Linked DNA regions of Cyprinus carpio: region 2 is linked to region 1. The links are chromatin contacts, called in public Hi-C maps. All regions are on one chromosome and are shown on one strand. Each heading gives the region's core, a stretch centred on a gene start, on an enhancer-like site or on the middle of the called end of the contact. The rest is flanking DNA. Distances are from core to core; before and after follow the strand shown.

The links. Hi-C and Micro-C count contacts between places; a contact is called where the count stands out from the background.
Region 2: a Hi-C map of red blood cells shows a contact between it and region 1, with 3 times the contacts expected there. The contact joins the promoter of LOC109070803 here to the enhancer-like site in region 1. A contact is called at or near these places in 2 of 8 Hi-C or Micro-C datasets (liver and red blood cells).

What each region holds. Positions count from the first base shown.
Region 1 is chrB25:19,612,657-19,617,623 of ASM1834038v1, forward strand. It overlaps LOC109070807 (hypermethylated in cancer 2 protein-like), which reads left to right. Exons shown (of 2, transcript XM_019087318.2): 2 at 1-750. Among protein-coding and RNA genes, the nearest start is that of LOC109070807, 10 kb to the left of the region's middle. Within about 2 kb of position 1,580, at least 3 of the 8 cell types and tissues checked have an H3K27ac peak or open chromatin away from gene starts, as enhancers often do.
Region 2 is chrB25:19,675,863-19,680,966 of ASM1834038v1, forward strand. It overlaps LOC109070803 (interferon regulatory factor 7), which reads left to right and starts at 2,209. Exons shown (of 9, transcript XM_019087315.2): 1 at 2,209-2,363; 2 at 2,842-3,001; 3 at 3,233-3,401; 4 at 3,480-3,571; 5 at 3,747-3,798. The coding sequence starts at 2,347.

The DNA.
Region 1 (4,967 bases), core at 330-2,829:
ACTACCTCTGGTTGGGTTTTTTGTACGTTGTACATGGGTTTTCATCATGCTGGAGGGCTTTTTAAACAACACCTAATTTCGAGGTTGTATTCATTTGTTATCTAGTAATATCAAAAGAGGTACTTTAAATAATAGATCAATTAGCCTAAGATTTGATTTGCTGAATTGACTTTTTTAGGCACTCTTTGATCGTTTTGTGCTTGCTTTTTCTCTATTTTTGCTTTATATTAAGATGATTATTTGACACTGTCTGTAAATCAATGCGATTTTAGAATATTCAGGAACTTTTTAATACATAATAGGACTTGAAACTGAACTTCAAAACTGTGACAACACTTTCATTTGCATCCTCTGCAAACCTCAGGGAACACTTTTGGGACACGTCCCAGTTAACTTTTTGAACTGTAAAGCACCATTAACCAATGTTTTTGCAGTTATTTGTCTGTTTTTTGATTAAGATAGTTTCAATATTCTCCACAACTGACACAATGCGCCTTCAGGAGGTTCGGCAGCTCTTTGCATTTGCAGTACAGGTTTGTGTGTGTGTACATGTACGGTCTTGATGTGGTTTTCAAATGCTTTTGAAATGTCAAGTGCTTTGTTCTGAAATGATGATGCTTAAATATTTGCAATCTGTTTATGAAAACCAAAGCACATTTATACTCTTTGAAGAATTAAAGGTCCTGTTGTATATAACATTGTTCTCAGTTATGACATGAAATAAAATTAAATGCTGATCAGATAACTACACTTTCCCATTTGCTTTTTATTGACTTTACTGACAAATAAAAGTACTTAATTTTACATGTAATCACTTACTACACAAGGCACAAAGATCAGTAAACCTTCAATCAGTTTCAAAAAACAGAAATCACACAAATGCTGATATACAAATATGTTACAAATATGATACAAATATGTACCATTTGAGAGGGACCCGTCCCAGTGACAGCTTTTGTACCTTTTTCTGAGAGTGTAACTATAGTGTTTTCAAATGTTGTCCAGTAGGTGGCGGCAAGAATCCACACAACTAGGTAAAAACGATCTGCCTTACTCCCTTTGTGAGCAGCACTGTGAGATTTGAGCTTTGAGAATGGGAATTTTGCAAATACTTCAGGGTTAGGTTTTGGCCAATAGTTTGGTGATGTAGTATTTGATATTTCATGGATGATTGAAATGTTTTTTTGAATGCTTTCACTTTAAGCGTAATTTTGCACCCCAATTAATAGTAGTTACAGCTATATAAAAGTTTTTCTCTCTCTCTCTTCTGCATTTTTATATGATTCCGGTGGTTTTTCTGTTGCACCACAGCCTTCATCTTCCATTAGACACCTACCTGTTACAGATCTGCATCCCCTCACAAGCAAGCTGAGTCCTCTTGTCCTTAAGCTCCAGTGAACTCAAGATAAGGCCCAGTGTTTTCACATGTAAATGACGGGCGTATTGTTAGCACAGAGTGGCTCGGAGGGCTTCTGCGTTGTTATCTGATGGTGTGCAGGCCCTGCCGGGGAGGACGATTGAGGCTCGGGGTCCGGGACGGTGGCAGGCTCAGGTCGCTCAGAGAATAGCACAGCTGGCGGTGTCCCACGTGCGGCTCCTGAGCAGACACTCTGAGCAGGGTGGGAACTCACACACTAAGACATCTACAAACAGAGCAATCCCCATTGTGACATTATCAGAGCGCGGCCAGCTTGTGCTGCGCACACACAGGCAACAAGTACACAGAGAAAGAAACATTCAGAGCAGCTGACCAAGAAGTCTTTGCCCACTTTTACTCTTGTTATCTCACTTTTGCATAGTGTTTGCATAGTTAATGTTTCGGTGACCCACTTCGTTTTGTTTTTTGATTTGAACCTTTTAAACTTAAATTTAAAAGGTTAAAGATACCAGTTCACATATCTTTGTTTTGATCAACGAAGAGGTCATCTTAAAACCACAAAGGAATTATAAAAAAAAAAAAAAATTATGATACACAGTTTTTATTCCCTGGATTTTAAATAAACATACTTGCACATACTTAAAGATGCCAGAAATAAATTCTATGATCTGAAATATTGATAAAATCAGCATAAAAGATGTGAATGATGACAAAATGGTAGATAAGAAGTTGTGTGGTTAAAATTCACATGTAAAATAAAGTCTGCATGTTTGGTCACATCTCCCTGCAGTCTGTGTGCTTCCTGATAAAACAAGTGAACTTTTTCCCAGAACTGATATTTTTCTTCAAAAGCACAGACACAGGGATTGTTTTTGATTCAACCTTGTAGAGTTCAGATGTTGGAAACAATATTACATTTCACATGAAATAAAAATGAATGATTTGTGACTACAAATGATAACCAGAAACATACTGGTTCACTTGCATGTACTGTATATGTTAAAATGGGTTAGATACCTTTAGGTTAGAATTAATATATTTTTCCACATTTGAGTAGATTTTACAGAAGAAATAATTCGATTAGAAAATAGTTCACCCAAAATTGTAAATGTGCTCCTCTTCAGCCCATTCAAGATGTTTGTAAGTTCATTACAGTTTGTAAGCATTGCACCACTTGTTCACCAATGGATCCTCTGCAGTGAATGGGTGCCGTCAGAATGAGAGTCCAAACAGCTGATAAAAACATCACAATAATCCACAGCACTCCAGTCCATCAGTTAACATCTTGAGAAACCAAAAGCTATGTGTTTGTAAGAAATGTTTTAATTTCAAACCATCACTTCAAGCTAAAACCCATGTCCTCTATCCATAGTAACACTGTCTCCAGCGAAAAATAAATCTGCACAGTTAACAAGTCCAAAACAGTCCAATGGAGCTCTAAACAAATATGTTAGTGGATTTTGATGTGACAGACAACAGGAGATGGACTTTTTCAATGGAGGAAGTGTTATTGTGTATTATGCACTCATCATCTTTTCACTTCACAAGACATTAATTGATGGACTGGAGATACTTGTGGATTATTGTGATGTTTTTATCAGCTGTTTAGACTCTCATTCTGACGGCACCCATTCACTGCAGAGGATCCATTGGTGAGCAAGTGATGCTATGCTACATTTCTCCAAATCTAATGAAGAAACAAACTCATCTATTGTACATCTAGGGTGACCTGAGGATGTAAATATTCACATTTTTGGGTGAACTCTTCCTTTAACGGTTTGAGGAGCCTAACATGAGCCAGAAATGAGCAAATTAATTAAATGTGTTGTACAGTCAAGGCAGGTTGCGTCTCCTGAGTGTCCCACAGTCGGTATGTGTTTCTGTCCAGTGCATGTCAATTCACAAGCACACAAAGGACTAGGGAATGTCACTTTTGTCCAGTACATTCCAGGTTGCAAGTTGGAAACGGGCTGGAAAAGACAAAAATGATGCTGTAATGCGCCCTCGCACAAAAGAGGGCAGCTTAAGGGTCAATGAGGCTTATTGTAAAGTGCATTACAGGAGCCGACGTAATGTTGGCAGTAAAATCACGACGTGTGTGTGGTCTCAGATGAGCAGCGTTACACTTTACCAAGGCCCTGTGCTTGTCTCCCGGTGATACATGAGTTTCTGTATCAGTAATAAATGTAATGTGCTGTGTGTGCATTCGATGAATACTCTTGTGTATGTGCCCGAGCTCACGCAGACGCATTTATCAAAAACACCGCTTTATCAGCACCCTGCTTTCGCCATATAAATATTCCTGCGGCCAGGAGCTGGGTCAGAAGCGCACTGCCACAAAAGAGCACAGAGAAGAAAAGGCAGAAAGTGTAGCGGTTTTGGTTTTGAGTTGGGCTTTTGTTCGTGGCTCTACACCCTCCCCTTCAGTGGGACAACGGCGAGGAATGGAGGCCTATTCAGTGGAGGGAGTGGTGCTCCGAAAACACCCCTCGCCCCGGGACGGTCACCAGCTCCTCTCTGTGTCTGTGGCTGTCAAAGGGGCCGGAGGGATCCACCCCTGAACTCAAACATCACTGTCTGCTCCACGAGTGACTGACGTGACGTGACACGACTAGAAGACTCCCATTATAGCCAACAAAGATGTGTAAAAAAAAAAACCTTAAAAAAAGGACTGCTTTGGCATCTGCAGCAAAGTAGTTTAAGCAAATATTTAACTTAAAGTTTATTAATAGTGACATTAGTAATGGTACATATTTCTGAGGCATCTAAATGATCAACATGATCAAAACTTAGATAAAGCCTAACTCTGAAAGCATCCACCTTCAGCTCACGGTTCATGTGTCTCTTTTTATATTGTTAGTAATATTTCAAGATGACAATTTACAGGACTGAAGCGACTTAAAGGTTTAGTTCACCCAAAAAAGGAAATCTCCCCATGATTTACTCATCCTCAAGCCATCATGTAGCTATATGACTTTCTTCTTTCAGATGAATACAATCAGAGTTATATTAAAAAACGTTTTAAAATGTCAGTGAACAGGGTTTGAGATTTTGAAGCCCAATAAAGTGCGTCCATCCATCATAAAAAGTGCTCCACACGGCTCCAGGGGGTTAATAAAGGCCTTCGGAAGTGAAACAATGCATTTGTGTGAGAAAAATATCCACGTTTAAAGCTTTATAAACCGCAATCTTTAGCTTTAGCTAACTGTTGTACGCGCGTTCACGAGAGAGTGGCGTTCCAGCGGATGACGTAGAACATTGTTAGTAACAAACCGGAAAAGAATAAAACAAAGCACACAATATTCTTTGTTTTATGCCTGTGGTAATTATGAGTGAAGCATCACATCATCTTTGTGTATCAAGCAGTGCCACCTTGAGGACTAAAGGTGAATTGCACGCAATGTGTCATTAGATATTTAATTATTGTTGCGCAGGAAAAATATACTTACACTATTACATACCTCAGGTCATAGCGACCCTATACACTTTTTACAAAATAAAAATAAAAATAAATAATAATCAGAAAATGGACATTCCTTCCTATTTTTTTCCCCTGTTATTTTGTTTAATAATATTGTTAATAATGAAA
Region 2 (5,104 bases), core at 959-3,458, 64 kb after region 1:
TAGCCTATGCATAATTGATTGTTACACTAAGCGTGAAAGTTGTCACTGTGTAGTGGTTTAATCTCCAGTAGAGGGCAGTGATGGATTAGCAACCATTGATCATTATGAAACCTTCATTGATTCAACAAAAACGTAACTACAGCCCACATTAGTTTTATGAAGCGCTGGTATCATATGACACATTTTTATCTGTTAAAACGTTCATTCACAGGAATAGCAGAGTAGTTTTGGGATAGTTTGGGTGTAGTTTGGTCCAGATGTGATTCCAGTAATGGTGTACTGAAAAGGCCTAGGTTTTTATTTCCATGCAGCCACAGGTGTCTAAAACGTTCTAGCTGTTTTTCATGAAATCGTGAAAAAAGGGAAATGAAAACACACATTATTGCTCGATTTTATGCGAGGGCCCGTGTCAGCTAAATCGAGTCAAGAGACTTTGGTGTTGGGGAACAACCTTGTGTCTAAGGAAAGCTCTTCCGAGGAGTTCGCAGAGAGAAGTGCTCCAGTTACCCTCAGATTCATTTCCTTTTTCCATCGCTAAATAACATACACACGCACCTCAAACTTCAGGGGAAAAGTGCAGTGAACGTGTAATATTTATAACAGCACTACTACGGTTCTCTCAGGTTTCTCTCTTACAGCTGCCGTGAGAAATAAAGAACAGCTTGAGTGCAGAAACTCAAACACCTGCTCAAAAAAATTTGATATCACTGAAACTGCGGTCTCATAATCACAGTCCCACTCATATGGTTGACTTGTGTCACTAATGATTCCGATTTAATCATAGACTTGTTCAATAAAGCTGAAATTTGTATTTAGATGTATATTGAATGAGTATAGACTTGACTACACTCATTGCCAAGCATTTACAATCACTAACATTTAACGCCTGTCTCCTATAGGACTGTGTAACAGCATGAAAAATATACTTAAAGCCATAGTTCACCACAAAATAAAATTCATTCATTATCATGAAATGCATCCAAATCTTCAGTAGAACACACAGAACAACGGATGTCTTTTTCTTAACACAGTTAAAGCCAGTGGGGTCCAAATGGAGTATTTGGGCCCCGTTGGTTTTGCTGTGATATTGTCCCCAAACAGAGTGAACACAATGATTTAATTGAAATTAGGCTTACTGTTATTATTATTATTTAAACTGTACAGTCTTATTTGACTAGGTTTAAAACATTGCCTACTTGTAAGAAGAAAAAAAACCTAACAAGACTGAAACTAACATGAGTCAAGGCTTAAAGCATATTCGTCTGCAAGCCTCGAGGTAAATCACTGTAGTTATGATTTCACAGAAGGGTGGATATAGTAACAAAAGTCATTCCATTGTAATCTGAGTGTTAAGGCGCGGTTATTTTAACGAAATTTACCGTAAAAAAACAGTTCAGTTGTCTACTGTCAACAGCGTGAATCAAGCACATTTCACACAGAAGTCACCTTAAAAACAAGCAGATTTCTGTTGTTTACTGTGATGAATACGTGTGAACACCTTGAACATGAGCGAAATCTGCATGGGGAAGTTTTTCTCACACATTTCTCTCAGATATTCCCCAAACAACTGTAAATGTGAACGCACCTTAATTGTAGTAATTATACAACATGCTGTTGGCTACGTAGTTCAAGGACTTTGTCCTTTACCTTTATACTACAATGTACACAACAGCTGACGTAGGCCCTATACTTTCTGATAAGATATTACGAACACAATAAACAAGGCCTTTGAGTCTCTTAAGTCAAGGAAACATTCAGGACCAGTAACAAATATGTTGTTTTGAATGTTAAATGGCTATACAAGCATGTTCTTAACTTTCCATGATCTCATTTTTTAAACTTTCTTCTTATTTTTTTTACATTCACATCTGCAAAACAATGTAACAACACAAAAATGCAGGCTATTAATGCTGTAGAGCATGGCTTTTTAAACTGGGTACATTTTCACAGCAATAGCCTATTATGAAATATTATAACAATTTACATTTTATATTTTACAATGTAATTTATTCCTGTGATGTAAAGCTGAATTCTCAGCATCATTACTCCAGTCTTCAGTGTTACGAGATCCTTCAGAGATCATTCTGATATGCGCAAGAAATGCATTTTAAGGACAATAGACTATTAGTTTTAAAGGTCTTGCATCAAACCGGATGCGATGATGCAAGACGTCGCATTAATGGAACGTTAGTTTTACTTTCGAACAGGACTCGCTTTGCTTTCGAATTCACTGAACATGATAAACCCTCCTCCTACTGTGTGACGCTCGAGTGTGTATAAAACACGAGAGAAACCCCAGAACACTGGAAACTACCAAGCAGTGGAACAGCTTCAGGACCTGAGATCATGGCAGCGACGCAGGGGTAAGATGATGAAATTATGATTATTATAAAATATAGCCTGTCTCTCAAAACCAAGACGCGTTTTCACAAGCCAATGAAAGAAGCGCATTAAAAACGCGACGCTCAGTGTCGCAGTAAAAAACAAACAAACAAAGCATAAACGTCAGTTTGCTGCATGTGTACATAGTTTAGCAATGGTAAAACGTTTTTTTGAGCTAATTCGGAAGTCCTATCGCGCTTATGATGCACAGCTATGAGCTGACTAGGTTTTGAGATGCAGATATGGTGGTACATGTGAGGCAATTTAATCTTACATCAATATTAACATTTATTTTTTATTATTATTTATTAAAAAAAAAACTAATACTGTTAAAAACATTATCACGCATTTAAAATTTATATAAGAAAAAAGTTTCAGTGCATATGATGACGTCATTAAGTAGCTATCTGTCTGATCTGTTTGAAACCCATTGTTTTGTTTTGTTTTGTTTTTCTCAAGAAGTGCAAATGTCAAACCTCAGTTTGGCCCATGGCTCATAGAGCAGGTGGAAAGTGGGACATATGAGGGATTGTGCCTGATAGGCAATGACATATTCCGGATCCCCTGGAAACACAACTCGCGAAGAGACCTTGGGGATGACGATGTTAAAATATTTAAGGTAACTCCTCCTTGCGTCACAATCACCTTTAGCATGGTTTCATTTCTGCATCAATGATTCATGCAGGATATAGCTGGAGGAGATCTCCAAAGAGGGCAGGATTCCCAAAAGGAGTGCCTATTGAGTGGAAGCCCCGCCCCTTTTGACTTTGATGTTGCACGCCATTCACACCTGATGCATCAATGCATTTTAATTATACATAGACTTTGTTGCAATTTTGGTGTTTTACAGGCATGGGCTGTGGTCAGTGGGAAGATCAATGAGTACCCTGACAACAAAGCGAAATGGAAGACAAATTTCCGTTGTGCACTTCATAGTCTAAAAAACTTCGAGATGTTAGAGGATCACTCCAAAGATCCGTACGACCAACACAAAGTCTATCGCATCATCCGTCCTCAAAGTGAGTTAAACTGCTCAGTCTGCACTTGTCATGGGAAAATGAGTTGATTATAAAACCCTGGCTAATCTTGTTCTTCAGATCACCAAGAGATCCAGAGTGTAGAGCCAGATCAACTTCCATTCATTCCTCATCTCTACAGTGCATCTAATTACATGACTGATGAAATGGAGGTAAGGCCCAGATTTATGATTGGCTGTTGACATGATCATATGTATATAATAAAAAAGAATGATAATTTATTTAAAATATAAAATATTTTTACATATTAAGTTATAATATTAAAATAATACTAAAATATAATGTATATTTTTTTAATATAATAAACATATATTATGTCTAATGCAGCAGGAATTGCTCAACCAGGTGGAGACAATGGATCTAAATCATCAACACACAGGTAGAATCACTATGATGGCTATATTTAGGGTTAGCAATTGAAACAAACCATGATTTTGCAACCAACATCTTAAGGTGTGGTCACATTTACTGTAGCCCTGTGAATTTTCGTAGGTTAAATCCAGTCATTTCAATAAGAATCTGCACTATCCTACGTATCGTCAGCTGAAAAAAAAAAAAAATATACAAATAAATGTTTGTTAAAGTGATTCAAATAATATCATTCCCTTGTGACGATATTGTTATATTTGTGGTGTCACCTTTACAATTTTTTTTACATTTAAAATGATTTTTAAGACTATATCTTTATTATTATCATTATAGTATTAATGCTTTATTAATATTATAAAATTTTGTGGGGGAAATCCAGTCATTTTGGAATCCGTACAATCGAATTTATGAATCCGCACAATTGAGAATTTTGCACGAGGGTGGAAATGTTCCTACTTATTTTTACTATTCTTTTAAATTTAAAACAGTTCTTAAAAATGTATTATTATAGTATCAATATTTAAAATATTTGAATTATTCAATCCTTACAATCAAGAATTTTGCACAAAAGTGAAAATAGCTTTTAAGTGTCATCAGCTGAAAACAAAATGTTATGAAAATTATTCCAATAATATCAGTCCTCTTGTGACGGATGGTATTGTTATGGTTGTGGTGTCACCTTCTTTTAAATTTAGAAAGATTTTTAAAACTATTGTGCTATAGTAATATTAAAAATGTCTGTGGTTGAAATCCAGTCATTTCGCTATGAATCCTCACAATCTTGAATTTTCAAAAAAGTTCCCGCATGCGTAAATTAGCTAAAAAAAAAATCATGAAGTGACTGCAATAATACCGTTCCTCTGTGACAGTATTGTTATAGTTGTGGTGTCACCTCTGTTATCCTTTTTAAATTTAGAATAATTTTTTAAATGATATAATTTTATCGTAATAGTGCTAATATTTAAAAAAAAAAAAATTGCAGGGGAAACCAAGTTGTTTCAAAAGGAATCTGTGTGATCGCTTGTGTTGAAGTTCACACGGATTCGTTGACCAACAAAAAGCTGCTTGCTTTAAAAGTGATTTATTTTTGAATGGTGCTTCACCCATTGACAACAAACCTTTTTTGCTTTTTTTAACGTGACCACACCTTTCAAATCCACACACGAACCAAAGTACCCATATGGCAGTTCTCTAAAAACCAACCAGAAAACTTAAAGGGATACTCCACCCCGAAATGAAAATGTTGTAATTAATTACCCCCATGTTGTTCCAAACCCGTAAAAGCTTTGTTCGTCTTCGGAACACAACTTAAGATA